Linked DNA regions of Rattus norvegicus: region 1 is linked to region 2. The links are chromatin contacts, called in public Hi-C maps. All regions are on one chromosome and are shown on one strand. Each heading gives the region's core, a stretch centred on a gene start, on an enhancer-like site or on the middle of the called end of the contact. The rest is flanking DNA. Distances are from core to core; before and after follow the strand shown.

The links. A called contact is a pair of places that touch in the nucleus more often than the background predicts.
Region 1: a contact with region 2 is called in a Hi-C map of the A7r5 cell line, with 2.6 times the contacts expected there. The contact joins the promoter of Cnn3 here to the enhancer-like site in region 2. A contact is called at or near these places in 3 of 12 Hi-C or Micro-C datasets (the A7r5 cell line, hepatocytes and kidney).

Annotation. Positions count from the first base shown.
Region 1 is chr2:212,202,277-212,209,956 of GRCr8, reverse strand. Cnn3 (calponin 3) reads right to left here and starts at 6,296. Exons shown (of 7, transcript NM_019359.2): 1 at 6,009-6,296. The coding sequence starts at 6,065.
Region 2 is chr2:212,089,983-212,096,755 of GRCr8, reverse strand. The region is part of intron 3 of Alg14 (ALG14, UDP-N-acetylglucosaminyltransferase subunit); the gene reads right to left. Among named protein-coding and RNA genes, the nearest start is that of Alg14, 40 kb to the right of the region's middle. Within about 2 kb of position 2,980, at least 6 of the 93 cell types and tissues checked have an H3K27ac peak or open chromatin away from gene starts, as enhancers often do. A contact at or near this core is called in the A7r5 cell line, where this site is marked.

The sequences.
Region 1 (7,680 bases), core at 5,047-7,546, 110 kb before region 2:
TGAAAGCTTCATCATCAGTCACTGACAGGAACCAGAGATGATGGTACCAGGAGGCCTTTCAGTGCTCAGAAATTCATTTATTACATTTGCAAACTGTACTTGTATTTTACCCTAAGTGTGAGTCCCCACAAACAACCTGGATGTACTCCCCATTCCCAGAAATACCAAAAGATGTGAGGATACAAGGAGACAGGCCTTAACAGCTAAGAGCCCATGCATGGCTGAGTTTAGAGCTAGAGAGAACCAATGCACACAGAATATGGCTAAACTCAAGAACATGGGACCTGCCCCACAGTAAAGACAAGCTTTCCACAGCCACAAACACTCCCTGAAAAGTTAAGATAGATACAATGATGGGGAAACAAAACCCAAAGTCATCCAATTGTGCTTTAAAAGAGAAAACTGCAGTCACGAATAACATTAGCTATGAATACTATGAACGGAGTGCAGAGGAAAAAAATTCATTAAACCTACACGCCGGCAAAACACCCACAACAAAAGACAGAAGACACTCATTGATCCTCCCGTCCTCATCATCTGGAAGGTGAACAATCATGGAGGACGGATGGACAGACAGATGGACGGATGGATGGATACACACACACACACACACACACACACACACACACACACACGTACATACTGGAAGCACTGGCAATGTTTTAGTGGTCAGCCTATTTCTGAAATCTGAAACTGCAGGTACAGCTGACAATACAATGTTCCTGGACTGTGAAAGACCACAGGACAGTGAGCATGGTTAAGGAAGTGTCCCGGAGTAGGAGCAGTACCTCTCCTATCCTATTGAAGTGCATCTTCTTCATGTTTTGGTCAAGATGAGGTGATGGGGGTGAAGAAACACAAGCTAGCAGACAAACCTCAACAATTAATCCCTCCAGCAGCGAAGACCCTGCTCTGGTTGAAGAACCAGTCTGTCCCATCTCTGGAAGGCAGCACTGGAAGCAGCCTGTCAAAGGGGACCTGAAAGAGGGGCTCTCCACCATCTCCCTCTAACTGGGAATTCAAGAAAGAGTTTCCCCTAGGAGATAATCCCCAAATGAGCAACAAAGATGGAATTATTTTAGTGGTTAAGTTTTCTGTGTATACACAGAACAAACGCTTTGAAAAACAAGAATGGGGGTTGGGGATTTAGCCCAGTGGTAGAGCACTTGCCTAGCAAGCACAAGGCCCTGGGTTCGGTCCCCAGCTCCGAAAAAAAGAAAAGGGGAAAAAAAAAAAAGAAAAGAAAAACAAGAATGGCCAGGGTGAGGACACACTTCTGTATGAAGTCCCAGCACTTGAGAGGCAGAGGCAGGTGGATCTCAGTGAGTTCCAGGCAACCCAGTCTACACAGGCAGTTCCAGGCCCACATAGTCAGCCCCAGGCTCAAGAAACTAACGAAACAAAAACATCTAAGCCTTTCACAAACATCAGACCTGCACGATAGTGTTCTCTTATAGGAGAGTTACTCAGAGGGGCTGACTTCCCGCTGTTAGAGAGAGTATTCCTGATACACTCATTAAACCGATAAATATTTACTACAACTTGCAAGATGTGTTTCCATTTTTTTTTTAAATTTTTGCTTTGTTTGTTTTCAAGACAGGGTTTCTCTGTGTAGCCTTGGCTGTCTGAACTATCTCTGTAGACCAGACTGGCCTCCAACTCACAGTGATCCTCCTGTCTCTGCCTTCAAAGGCTTGAGCTACCACCACTCAACTTTCATTTCTTATACTGAGAATTTTATTTGGTTTCACAGAAACTCTAATATCATCCTTCAAAAACACCTAATACAGACCTTGAGATCCAACCCTGAATAAGACCCAGCTCTTAATCCCTGTTGGAAAGAAATAAACAGTAACAAGGTTCTCTTGTGAGAAATTTTAACTTCAGTGCTTTAAGGGAAAACAACAATAAAAAGCCCAGCCCAGCTACACACTGTTTCCTGTGATTCTGCTGTGCCACCTTACGTGGTTTTACCATTACTTTCCTTTTCTGATTTTCTGAGACAGGGTCTCAACTACATAGTCATGGCTGTTCACAGAAATCCACCTGTTGCTGCCTCTCAGGTGCTGGGAGTAAAGACGTTATACTTGTGTCACCTGGGAGATATTCTGATCCAGGCCACCCTAAAAGCAGTTGTTTGTTTGAAAGACATAGGACAGGCAGCTGCAGGCAAGGATGTCCTGGGTCCCAAGTCCTCATTTTACTATGCGACTGTGGGAGTTTACTTTTAAGTGGCTTAAAAGTGTAGGAGTGAGTCTTCCAAGGTGGCTTTCGGCGGTTTGGGAATACCACTGGGCGATCTAGAAGATTCTTCAGGTAGCCAGTTTGCTGAAACCAGGCTTTCTGAGTGGCAACAGACGACTGTGAGAATAGCACACATTCCGATCTCACGTTCCAATCTCATTCTTAACGCTCAGCCTCCACCACCAAGAGAGAGCTGAGGTAAAACTACTGGGGGCGCCACACCCTTCCCCAACCAGCCGGTTTCCTCCACTACCCTGAGAGCTGTACAGTCCAGACATCCACCCAAGCCAGCTTTACCTGCCCCACTCCAACATTTTGTCGAGACCCAACTGTGTCCAACAGGAGATGTTGCCCTTCCGTGGAGGATCTGTTGGTTTTATTGTGTTTTCCCTTCTAGTCCCCACAGAGCCTGTTCCACCGGGACAGACAGCATCACTTATGAGAGAACCCGTCCTCCTTCAGGGTCCACTTCGACTCGAAGGGCCCCATTTGGATTCAATGTGGATCACAGGCACTGGTCCTTTTATTGCTTCTTTCTTTTGTTGTTATTTAAAGACAGGCTGGCTATGGTGTGTGCGTGCCTGTAATCCAGCTCTCAACTGGGAGGCAAAGGCAGGAATAGGAGTTCAAGACCAGCCTTCACTCCATTCACAGCCTTCACACCCGGTGTCAAGAAAGCAAAGCAGAAACAGCCTGTTCACAGCACACGCTGAGGACTCTACTATTTTTAAATCCAGGTTTCCACATTTTCTTGCCCCCCCACCCCCCAGCTTTTTACAGAAGTTCGTATGTTTCTGCTACGTATTGGCATCCCACCAAATAAATGTTATTTCCAAAGACGCTGCTCAGGAATTTTACAGATTCGAAGCATTGAAGATCAAAGACTCCTTCAGTCCGTCAGTGGGCTGCTTTCACTACTAAAGTATAAGCTCAACGCTGTGTGATACAAAGAGAACTCTTAGGAGAGCAGAGCAGACGAATGGAGAAAGGACAAGCCCCTCTTACTAGAGCTGACTCACAAGACAGTCACTGAACAATAACCAAGTGGACACTCCTCCATGACAAAGTGTTTCAGGGGTGACAATATCCCCTTCCATTTCATTAATCGGGATTCCGACAGCCAGCCCACGTCATCGGAAGCAGGGACTGGCCAAGGGGGACTTAGAATTGACATCTGCTGAACTCTTCACTCCACACTCCCTCCTCAGGACTTAAATGATATTTTAAGGAACAAAACTAGGGGGACTGGAGCTATAGTTAAATGCCTAAGAGTGCTGGTTGCCCTTGCAGACAACCTGGGTTAGACCCCCAGGACCCACCTGGTGGCTCAAATCATCAACTCCAGTTCCAGGGGGATGCAAAGCCCTCTCCTGGCCTTCCCAGGCACTGTAGGCACATGGTACACAAACATATATATGCAAACAAAACTCCCATACACATAAAATGATACAACAAAATCCTGATATTTAATCAAGTCATAAATTATACATAAAAAAAAGGCAGGCATAACTGTGAAGACGCAATGTCAAATTCCAGTTTCCATATGTCCGCTCTTTTTGTCCAAAACCCAACATCTCATTCAAATGTGCAGATCTGGTTTTGGAGCCCTGAACAGATGACAAATATTGTTACAGGAATAATTACAATGTCAAGTAGTGACAGGTGGATGACCGAAATAGGGGATGGGCAGGGACAGACAACAGGTCTTGCAGTTGAACATATCTATACTTAAGACACTGCTTGTTGAAATTCTTAGAATACTCCAAGTTTCTCCAGCAACCTTGGGCCAGTCACACCCTATCGGAAAACGGGGTGCTGGAATCCCAGTGAGGCTCCCACCTCACAGAGCACAGATCTAGGGAGATCAAAAGGATTTTTATGAAAGGGTCCTGGACGACAGCCCTACAGAAACTAAAGGGGGTGTTTTGTTTTGTTTAAATGGGCTTGGTGTTTAACCCCTACAGCTTTTACAACATTCCAAAGTTTCCAAAAAGCTGAGGATTTAGAGTTCCCAACTCTTGCAGTACCCAGTACCGGTGATCCAGCCCGAGTCTCTGCATTTCCTTCCTGGAGTTGTTGGCTCAATGAGAACTACACGGGGAGAAGCTATTACTCCAGTCAGCAAAAAGAAAGCTTGGATACCAAGAACCAGGAAAAGTCCAGTCACTTGTAGGGCTGCCAAAGTCACCAGTCCCTCATTTACAATGCAAAGGTAAAGAGACTCAGTGGGCGCCAGAATCCCAGAAGGAATTGCAAATCCTGGGCCAGGCGGCACCAGGGCACAAACCACCCAGTTCTCACACGACAACGCCCTCGACTTCCTAAAGCTAGGGCTATAAACTTGGAAGGACCGCTATTTTGCAACGACGTTTTCAGTTGTCGAGAGCTGTCGTCCAAACAAACTTTTCTGCCTCTTTAGGGAAACCTTTAAACAGACAAAAACACTTGAAAAGGCTAAAACCCCAAAGATTACAATTTTTTAACACAGAATAAAATTAGCCCCTTTGCTTCAAAGATTGCTTAGAATCTTCTAGATGAAGTACAAAGGGGTGCGGCAGACACAGCAGCGGGAAGGAATAAACCACTCTCGCTTGGGTCTGACAACGGTGCGCTTCATTACTTCTATGTAATTCCCTTCACACCCCAGACACCCCCAACTCTAAGGGTGTTCGCTGCCCTGATGATGCCCAAGTATTCTACCGGAGGTGGGACAGCGTCGTGACAATCCTGACATGCTTCGGCTCCCGGGAGGTTAATGGGAATTAAACCACAGCAGCCCTCCTTTGTGGGGCTATGGCCGGAACAGCAAAAGGGAGACAATGAGCGGTCTGTGCGCAGTTCCACGCCGATTGGCTGGTCACCCCCACTCCCCGAAACCCCTGATGTCATGGACTTGGAATGCAGGCAGGGAGGAAGGAAGGAGAGGATTTGGGGAGGGGGACGCCTCTCATCTCTTCCCCAGGCCAAAAGTCTGAAAGATAAACCCTGATGCATTCTTGAGATGAGTACTCGGCAAAGCAGCGTAGCCAGATTCCAATCACTCCAAAATTGCTACCCGCCACAGCAAATAAACCCCGAACAAAAGCGACCCTGCCGAGATATCGTGACAATTCAACGCGCTGCAAACTTCTCAGGATTGCATTTCTAAGTCTCCCATCTACAGCTGATCCGGCTCGCAGGCTGCTGCGCATTCAGGCTTTGTCTGGGTTTCCCGCACCAGCGACGATTGCATCAAGACACCACCGACGGGCTTCCTTTCCGCCCGCGGGTCCCAGGGGTCGGCGGGACACTCTGCGTCCCCTCCCATGGAGGAGGAAAGGAACAATGAGGGGCCCGGTTTGGACACGTAACCGCCCAACTTCGCTTGTGGGAGGAGGGGGCCAGGAGGGGATGGGAGGAGACGCAGGGTCCCACAGCAGCCCGGGCCCTGGCGGATGGCGGGGGCGGCAACTCTCTGAGACCCAGCCGCGAGGCACGGCCCCGCCTAAGGGCCGCAGGCCACTCAGGAGCGCCCCCTTCCCGGAGGGGCGCACCCTACAACCTTCGAGCGGGCCCCGCGGCGCTGCGGGACTCCAGGCGTCCAGGAACCCACAGCCCGCCGGAGGCTAGGCGCGGGAACAAAGCCAGGACCAGCGCGTGCGAGCCGGCTCAGCGAGCCGGGAAGCATCTATCTCTCCCGCTGCCTCGAAGTCGCTCCGCCGCGGCTCGCAGCCCTCCCCCCCACCCCCCGGCCCGGGAGACCCCCAGTTCCCCCGCGCGCGTACCTTGTTCTTGACCTCGGCGGAGAGCCCGTAGGAAGGGCCCTTGTTGAAGTGGGTCATGGCTGTTCGGACCACAGGAAGGGGCTGCGCTCGGAGTCGGGGTCAGTCACCCTCGGTGTCCCTGCTCTTAGCCCCCAGCTGTGGCCGCGCGGGTGATGCACAAGCTCGCTACTCTGCGCGGCGCAGAAGCCGGAACGCGGCAGACGGACGCGGATGATGCTTCGAGGTTCGCTCGGACTCGAGTCCCGCGGAGGCTCCGGGTCGCACTGGAGTGGGACCGGCTGCCCTGCTAGCTGCTCGCTCTGCCGCTCCGCACGCTCTGGCCCCAGCCAGGTCCCCACCCCCCCGCACCCGGGCCTCTAGGGATTGGCCAGCGAGCCGGACCAATGGAGTGCCGCCTCCTCCCCCTCGCCTGCTCCGGGGCTTCCCCGCCAATGGCAGCGCGGCGGGCGCGGCGCTCCCTCCCGCGGGTCCCAGCCCCTGGCCCCGCCCTCACGCCACCGAAGACCTCGGCGCCCCTCCTCCCGGCTGGTCAGCGGGCTGCGGCCGCCCCGCCCCGGCGCCTAGGGGCTTCCCAGCCGCTTTGGTTCTCATCAACTCTCAGGCGTTCGTGCACTGGTACGATGGAAAGGACAGGAAGCTCCCCGAGCTGGCCCGCCGCTGACCAGCCATTCCATCCGTCTCCTCCCCGGCTACAGCGCGCCCAGATGCTGCGCTGGAAACCCCGGGATCAGCCTTCAAGCCCACGTGCCAGGTCCGGGAGGCCTGCACAGACACCTGCCAAGTCTCCCTCCCCTGTGGGTCGTACCTGTGGGATTGACCTCTGCCTCTTGGCCAAAATCCTCATTCTGTCTAAACTTTGAATGCAGAGCGAAAGAAAGTGGGGAAATGCTGTGGCAAAGCCAGGGGCAGGGGTTGGGCGACTTTTCAAGTCCTTTTCTGGATTCACACCAGTTACCCTCAGCAATCATCTTCACCAGGAGTTCAGCCAGCCCAAGAGTCTAGGTGGTTCGTTTGTTTTTAATTAGAGGACTGCCTTGACTGTGAAGTCTACCTGCTTTTGTTTGTTTTTTTAATCAGGAATCTCTTTGAATCCAGCACTTTGTATACTTTCCCGTCCCTTTCCTTTCTTCTGATCTCAAAGGCAAACTGATAAAGGAAAGATGAGAACAGAGCGTTGTCCCCTGCCTTGTTCCTGGAACTACACTGGACTGTATGTCTTTGAAAGGTTAGCTCGTTTACTTCCCCAAAACTTAATCGGTAGACTTCATAATCCGTTTTAGTGGCTTGAAGGCTGCAACTCAAATTCCTAATGTGAGCACCACCACTGCCTCCAGAGTGTCACCGATTGCCTTGGTGTCTTTGGGCACATCTAGGACAGGTTTCAGTCCTCTGAGTCCCAGTATGTTGGTTTATGTTTCCCAAATACAAGCTGACATTCCAGAAGAGGCTGCTGCCTGCATGGAAAGAGAAACCCAAATAGCCCAAGTCGAAACCTTTCTGGGATAGAAATAAGGGAGTGCAGCGTCCATTGTGTCCCAAGCTTTCTATGCTGGCACAAGGAGGATTGCTGTACACTTGAACTCGAGGTCTGTCTGAGCTACAGAGAAGAGAAAGGGCACAAAATTTCTGTTAGCTGAAAGACTTTTCCATCAAGGATGTAAGGTACAATGTG
Region 2 (6,773 bases), core at 1,731-4,230:
GTGTCTGGCAGTTTCTCCTTCCTATCCTGCTTCTATCCAGCTCTCACCTCTGGAACTGGCTGAACTCCAACATGCTCCCAACACCTTAATGGATTCTCAGGTGATGCTTTTACCCTTCCTAAAGAGCCATGGACAGTCCTCAGATTGGTACAAGTTCTCCTCTGCTTCCACGTGGGCCCCGGTGACAGTCTGCACCCGCCCCACCGAGAGCTCCATTACATCTGCCATCAGCTTGTAGTCCTGTTCCCTCCCTTCTTAGTGAAGAGCGAAGGAGGATGGTTAAAAGTCTGGGAAAAGAGTCACCTTCCTGAACTGAAATGATGTATGAATACAGCTGATGGCCCACAGGGACCTTTTGGGTGAGTAAAGCCGGACTGCTTCGAAGAATTACTTGGGCATTTCAGGTCATTTTCAAACACTTCCTCCCTCTTTACCACACTCTGGCCTCAAGTAGCCACTAGCACTTCCTATCTTCCTGTCCACAGGGCAGCTCTCTCTCAGGCTCATGGTCTCTGACCACATATCTCATCCTTCTTGGAAAGCAGTGTTCGTGCACACACGCATGTGTGCACGCGTCTTCAGGGCCGTGTGTGAGCAGGTCTTGTGCAGGCCTGAAGGCATCAGATCCCTGAACCGGTACTTGCAGGTGGTTGGTTATGGGCTGCCTGGTATGGGCACTGGGACCTCAAGTCAGGACGTCTGGAAGAGCAGCCAGTTCTCTTAACCACTGAACTCTCTCCAGCTCCACACTTCCCTTTTCTTAGAACTTTAGCAGAATCTTTCTACTGTAGGCACCCTGCTGCCTTAAGAAATACACGAACTTTCCCCGTGAAAGGAAGAGGCACCGCCAGGCCCATGTCCGCTATGTGCCTGACAGGTGAGATGAGCAAAGTTAGATGAGGGATAGGACATGGTGGACAGCATGCTGCATTCTGCAGAGAAAAAAATGCAGTGCTTACCAAGTGGAGAAAGGATCAACTTAGAAAGAAAACTTATTTCAAGCTTCAGAGTCCTTCTTAGGGAAAGTAAGAACAGTTCAAAGCAGCTGCTAATCGGCAATAGCCTTACTCTGACACTGATTCATTCTGTTCTGAGCCTTCTCACAACGTGAAACAGAAGTCGTAAGTTTAAATTAAATACTTGATGTGTGGGCAGAAGTGGCTATAGACTGTCAGTGGCATTGTCAGTAACTCAACTACGAATCTGTTAGACCTAAGGAACCAGATATTTGAGAAGATCCACACACCCAACCACTTCTCTCAGTGGACTCTGCTCAACCACAGAACTTGTTAGGGACATTCGTGTGTTAGGGACAGGAAGGTTGCGGAACTTAGGTTGCATATGTGACGGCCAGCAGGCAGAGAGGGATATTATTATCTTAATGCATGACAGAGGACTGGGCAGGGAGGAAAAGCAACTGAAGAAAACGAAACAAATCGTTCTCAAGATGATCTCATTCATCTTGCATACAAAGCAGGAAGCAGTGTGATATAATCGTTTCTGTTTGGATCGGGGCGGGAAAGTCTTATGCTTAGCTAGCTCCACTCAGACAGGCGAGCAGGTGAGGCAGAGGAGCATCCCGCTCTGAGCGACTCTTCTAACCTGGCAGGCACATATCCGCCATGGGCCGGATGATGCCTCTTCCTTTCGAGGGGTAAGCTCGTGTATTTTCTCAAGGTAGCAGGATGACTACGGTAGGATAGAAAAGGAAAGTGGAGGCAAAGTAAATAGCTGAGTGGTTTGGACCCCACTTGGTTTTGGTGGAGAATGCCCCTCTTCCTAATGACGCCTTCACCTGCACCTACTGTGTATATATACTGCTCTCTAAACAAGACAACTTCAACCTATGGCACTGCCTCAGACATCAGGCTGCCCACAAGCGATAACTTCCTCTGTCAAGAGTAATCAGCCTCTATTCAAATACATTTCCAGTTCATCCAGTACAAAAAAATGGAGAGTCTAATCCAGTGCAATAGGTTTTAGTTACATGAACAGTAAGGCGAAACTGCATCCTCAGGTGACTTTTGAGAAGAATCTCCCTATTTGTCATCGTATGCCTATGCATAATGGGGTACATGAGCTTAAAATTAGATACATCCTGGGAACAAAGGTGTGCAGTAGAAAAATTGTTTAAGACTTAATCTACCAATCAAAAGAGAGACCTTCTTTCATAATGTCCTCTGGAAGCCAATCTCCTACTTCTTTTGGACCCCATAAAAGAAAGCTTCAAACAGTTCCTGGGGCCCTCGAGTATCTTCGCTCTAGGGACCACTGCCACTCTTGATAGTGAATGCTCTAATCTGTTCTATGGATTTGCTTTTGAATAAAGTTTGCCTGGCTACTGAGGCCTTATTTTAACTCTTTGGATAAGAGGTCAAGAAGCTGGTGTTACTGTGTCTAGATCCTGACCACTGGCATAGCTGACCTTTCTCTGGTCTAGTAAGATTCCTTTGAGTATGTTAAGGGGTTTTTGATCACTAAAATATAATAACAGATGAAGGCCATTAAGCAAGTAGACTTGTATTAATAAGGAGAGACACAATCTCACTTGAGAGTTCTGGCATCTTGACAGAAAGTTGATTCCTCAGAATGTTTTAAACACGTTAATTAACAGGTCAATGATATTTTTATATGCTACCCAAACAGTGATAATCTTGATGCCGCCAAGCTTGTGGCTCTCCCCAGAAAATACCTAATTAAAAAAAAAAGTCATAGAGGGGCTGGAGAGCTGGCTTAGTGGTAAAGAGGACTGACTGCTCTTCCAGAAGTCCTGAGTTCAAATCCCAGCAACCATATGATGGATGGTTCACAACCATCTGTAATGGGATCAGATGCCCTCTTCTGGTGTGTCTGAAGACAGCTACAATGTACTTATATATAATAAATAAATAAATCTTTAAAAGAAAAAAAAAAGGAATGTCTAAGTAAAATAATGGCCTTTCATTCAAAGCATGAGTGTAGTTAAATCAATACATCTACATTAATCATAGTCAGTTAAGTCTCAGGAAAGGAGGCAAAGTATTAAACCTGAATGGTCTATTTCTTCCCAAGTGTCACAAACAGTAAATCTAAAATATTTTTTACTTGATCGAAAGTTAAATTAGGTTTCAATCTTGTATGTAAGTCTTTCTTTGAGTGCTTTATTTGACTGGAATAAAGCCAGCCAGTCATCAAACAGCTGGCGAGGCGGGCCTGAGACAAGCCAAGCGGAGTGGGTGTCTTTGTTTTGAGGCTGACTCACATCATCCAACCTTCATTCATTTTCAGTCACCCTCCAAGTATGAAAGCACTTTGCTAAGAGGAGACCATGGGAAACTGGAAAACACTTGCCCTTTAGCCTTAAGAACTTCACAGATTCTGCCCCCTCTGTAACACAAGCAGTCCTTTAATGAGCGGCAACCTTGCAAAGTGAACTTTTCCATTCCCGTGTTTGAAACAGATCAATTTTCTTCAAGAGTATATTTACCAGAGAATGTGACTCAAATATTCTTACTTGTAGGAAAAACTATGGATGAAACAACAAAAGGAATTGTGAGACACAAAACAGTAAACTCACAGGGATTTTAACACAGGAGCAATATGTCGATCACTTTAGGGAAAGAGGAGACTATAAAAGGCTAAGTAACATCTATCTATGAGGCTGATTAGAAGGGTCATAACGTATGTGTCCCCCTTTAGCAACAAACAGAACCATTAGAAAATCAGCAAACGTAGAAAAACTTCAATGGTGTTATCAACCAGCATAGTAATTAATACTTCATAAAATAGCACGATAGGGTACACATCCTTTTCAAACATTGATCCATGCAATTATATTTTGGATCTTATAGCAAACCTCAATAAATTAAAAAAACAGAGCAGTTCCCTGACCACGATGGAGGAGTAGAGTTAGACATCAGAAAGACAGCAGGCAGAAGGATCATGGCAGAAACCATGTGGCAATGCACAATGGCACAGTCACTGTGAAAGTCAATCTGGAGGTCTCAAATTCTGTGAATTTGAGGCCAACCTGATCTATGGAGAGAATCCAGGACAGAGTTAGAGTGGTTATACAGAGAAACCCTGACACACACACACACACACACACACACACACACACACACACACACACACGATTGCATGCACATAAAGATCCAGAAACATTGCTCCTGGCTACCTATGTTTGCAAAAAAGATGTATGTCAGGATGTCACAGAAATGCATGTACATCTATGTTCATGCATTAGTATTCACATGATAGACAACTATGTTCTACAGATGAATGAATAAAGAAAACGTGATATGTAGACACAGTGGAGTTTTAATTCTGTGGTAATGAAAAACTAAATAGGGTAAGCTATGGAGGGGAATGCCTATAATATGAGCATGTAGGAGGCAGGGGCAGGAGGAGAAGAGTTCAAGGTTACTTTCCACTACATAGAAGGTCTAGGGCCAGTCTGTGCCATGGGCCATCTTAGAAAAAAGAAAATGAAATTATGTCATTCTCAAGAAAGGGATGGGACTGGCCATTATCATGCTAAGCAAAATAAGTATCACAACAAACAAATATTGCAAGTATGTGGAATATATATGTTAAATCCATATGTGCATATATATGCACATGTATATATATGACATGAAAGCGGAAGGGGTACTATGGAATCTAAGGGGAGGGGAGCAAGAGAATATAATGGGGGGGATGGAAAACTATCATGTCTTTTCTCATGCAGAATTTAATACACATGTGATATGAACACAGGAAGGGATCCTGGGGGAGGAAGGACTTAGGAGAGTAGCAAAGGAGTGAAAATGAACAGAACAATAAGAATACTCACAATGTAATCATGAAACTCATTACTTCATAGGTCAATGTAAAAAATGTTTTCTCAAGGAGACAGAACAACACAGCCCAGAATTGTTTTATAATTAGAAGCCAGAAATGTTTAACTTGTTTAATTTTCCAGGTCAATTCATTTGTAGACTTTTATGACTATTCTTCTTTAATAATAACTCTTCTGTGTATGTGTACATGTTCGTGTGTGCCTGTACATTTGAGTGTGTATGAGGAGGTCAGAGGTCAATGTAATCAGCCCGATTCTGCCTCCCCACTTATGCTCGGCCCAGTGCTAGGGTTTTAGACATTGTACCTGGCTTTTACGTGAGGACTGGGAATCCAAACTCAGGTTCTCATCCTGGTACAGCAGCCCCTTCACCACACAAGCAGTTCCCCAGCCTGTGCATCTTAGGTTTTGAGACAAAGTCTCCTGCTTAACCAGGAGCTCAGCAGGTCTACTAGGCTGGCTCCCGAGGTCTAGGGGCTGCCTGTTTGTGACAGTGGTGGGACTGCAGTCATGTGCCATCATGCCAGACTTTTTCATGGGTGCTGGGGATCTGAACTGAGCTCGTGATGATGGTGAAGCAAGCAGTCTATGATTGGGCCCTCTCCCCAAACCCCTCATCAATGATTTATTTTATTGAGGTTCTTGTTAATTCATTGCCTAGACAGACCAGCCTTGAACTGGACTCAAGAGTCCTCTCACCCCGGTCTCCTAAGAAGCTGAGACTGCTCCTGGTGTGTGGTTCTGTGCCTGGCTTCTTTAACCTTTCCATGCAGGTCCATTTTGAAACTTACATTTTAACAAATAAGTTCAGCAGTTAACTTTGTATTCTGTACTGTTATTATGCTGTTAGGTCAAATGTTAAATCTATTTGGAAAGCAGACACTTAAGTGGGCTATAATAGATGCCAAGATGGCTCCCTCTGACATTTATTTTACAGAGAGACAACGTGCTTAAGCTAGGCAGGAAGTAACCGACTGAGCTGGAAGTGGCTCAGTTGGAAGGAGACTGCCTCTTGCAAGTAGGAGACATGTTTGATTCTCAGAGCCCATTTTTAAAAGCTGAGTGCAGCAATAACCAGATGTGGAGGGGCAGAGCTAGGAGGTCATTGGGGTCACTGGTAGCTGGACCCACCATCATGTGGGTGCTGGGAGTGCAGCCTTTGTCCTCAGGAAGAGAAACCAGTGCTCTGCCACCTCTCAAGCCCCTTACACAGTTTACTTGGCGAGCACCTGGTAACTGTTCAAACTACTCCAAAATATAGGAATCTTCCAAATCGGATTTTAAATGACGCTCTTAAATTGCAGCAGCAAACACATTCTCTTTTACACCTTTTTAAAATAAAATTTTAAAATTTAAATTTAAAAAGTCAAATCCAAGCAGTAAAGTGGAGCCACCCATGAGATGGTATGTGTGCTTATTTCTCAGTCTGTAAAAACGTCCAGTTCATTGGCACAGCATGAATACAGCACAGGAGTGAGTTCTGATTCCTACACAAAGCAAGAGGAGACAACTGCTGTGCAGTTAACTTTAGTGTCTGGCCCCACGCTATACATGAACAAGTTGCCAATTACAGGTATAAAATAACAGAGAATTAAGATTTTACCATAAGCCAGGCAGTGGTGGTATATATATGCCTTTGATCTTAGCACAGGGGGAGTCGGGGGGAAGAGGTGCAACCAGATCTCTAAGTTTGAGGCCAGCCTGGTCTACAGAGCTACAGAGTTCCAGGATAGCCAGAGCTACACAGAGAAATCGTGTCTTAAACAAACAAGCAAACAGCAAATGAGTTTTACTATAATTTATTCTATTTAATAATCAAGGAAACTATGGCCGTCAGAAGCTGGTGCAGCTGGGAGAACTTGAGAATTTGGGAGCCTTGGTTGGAATTATTGCATAGCGAGCCTCTCAGTGAACAAATGCACTGTGCTGGATCTCCCTCACGCTGACCTCCCTG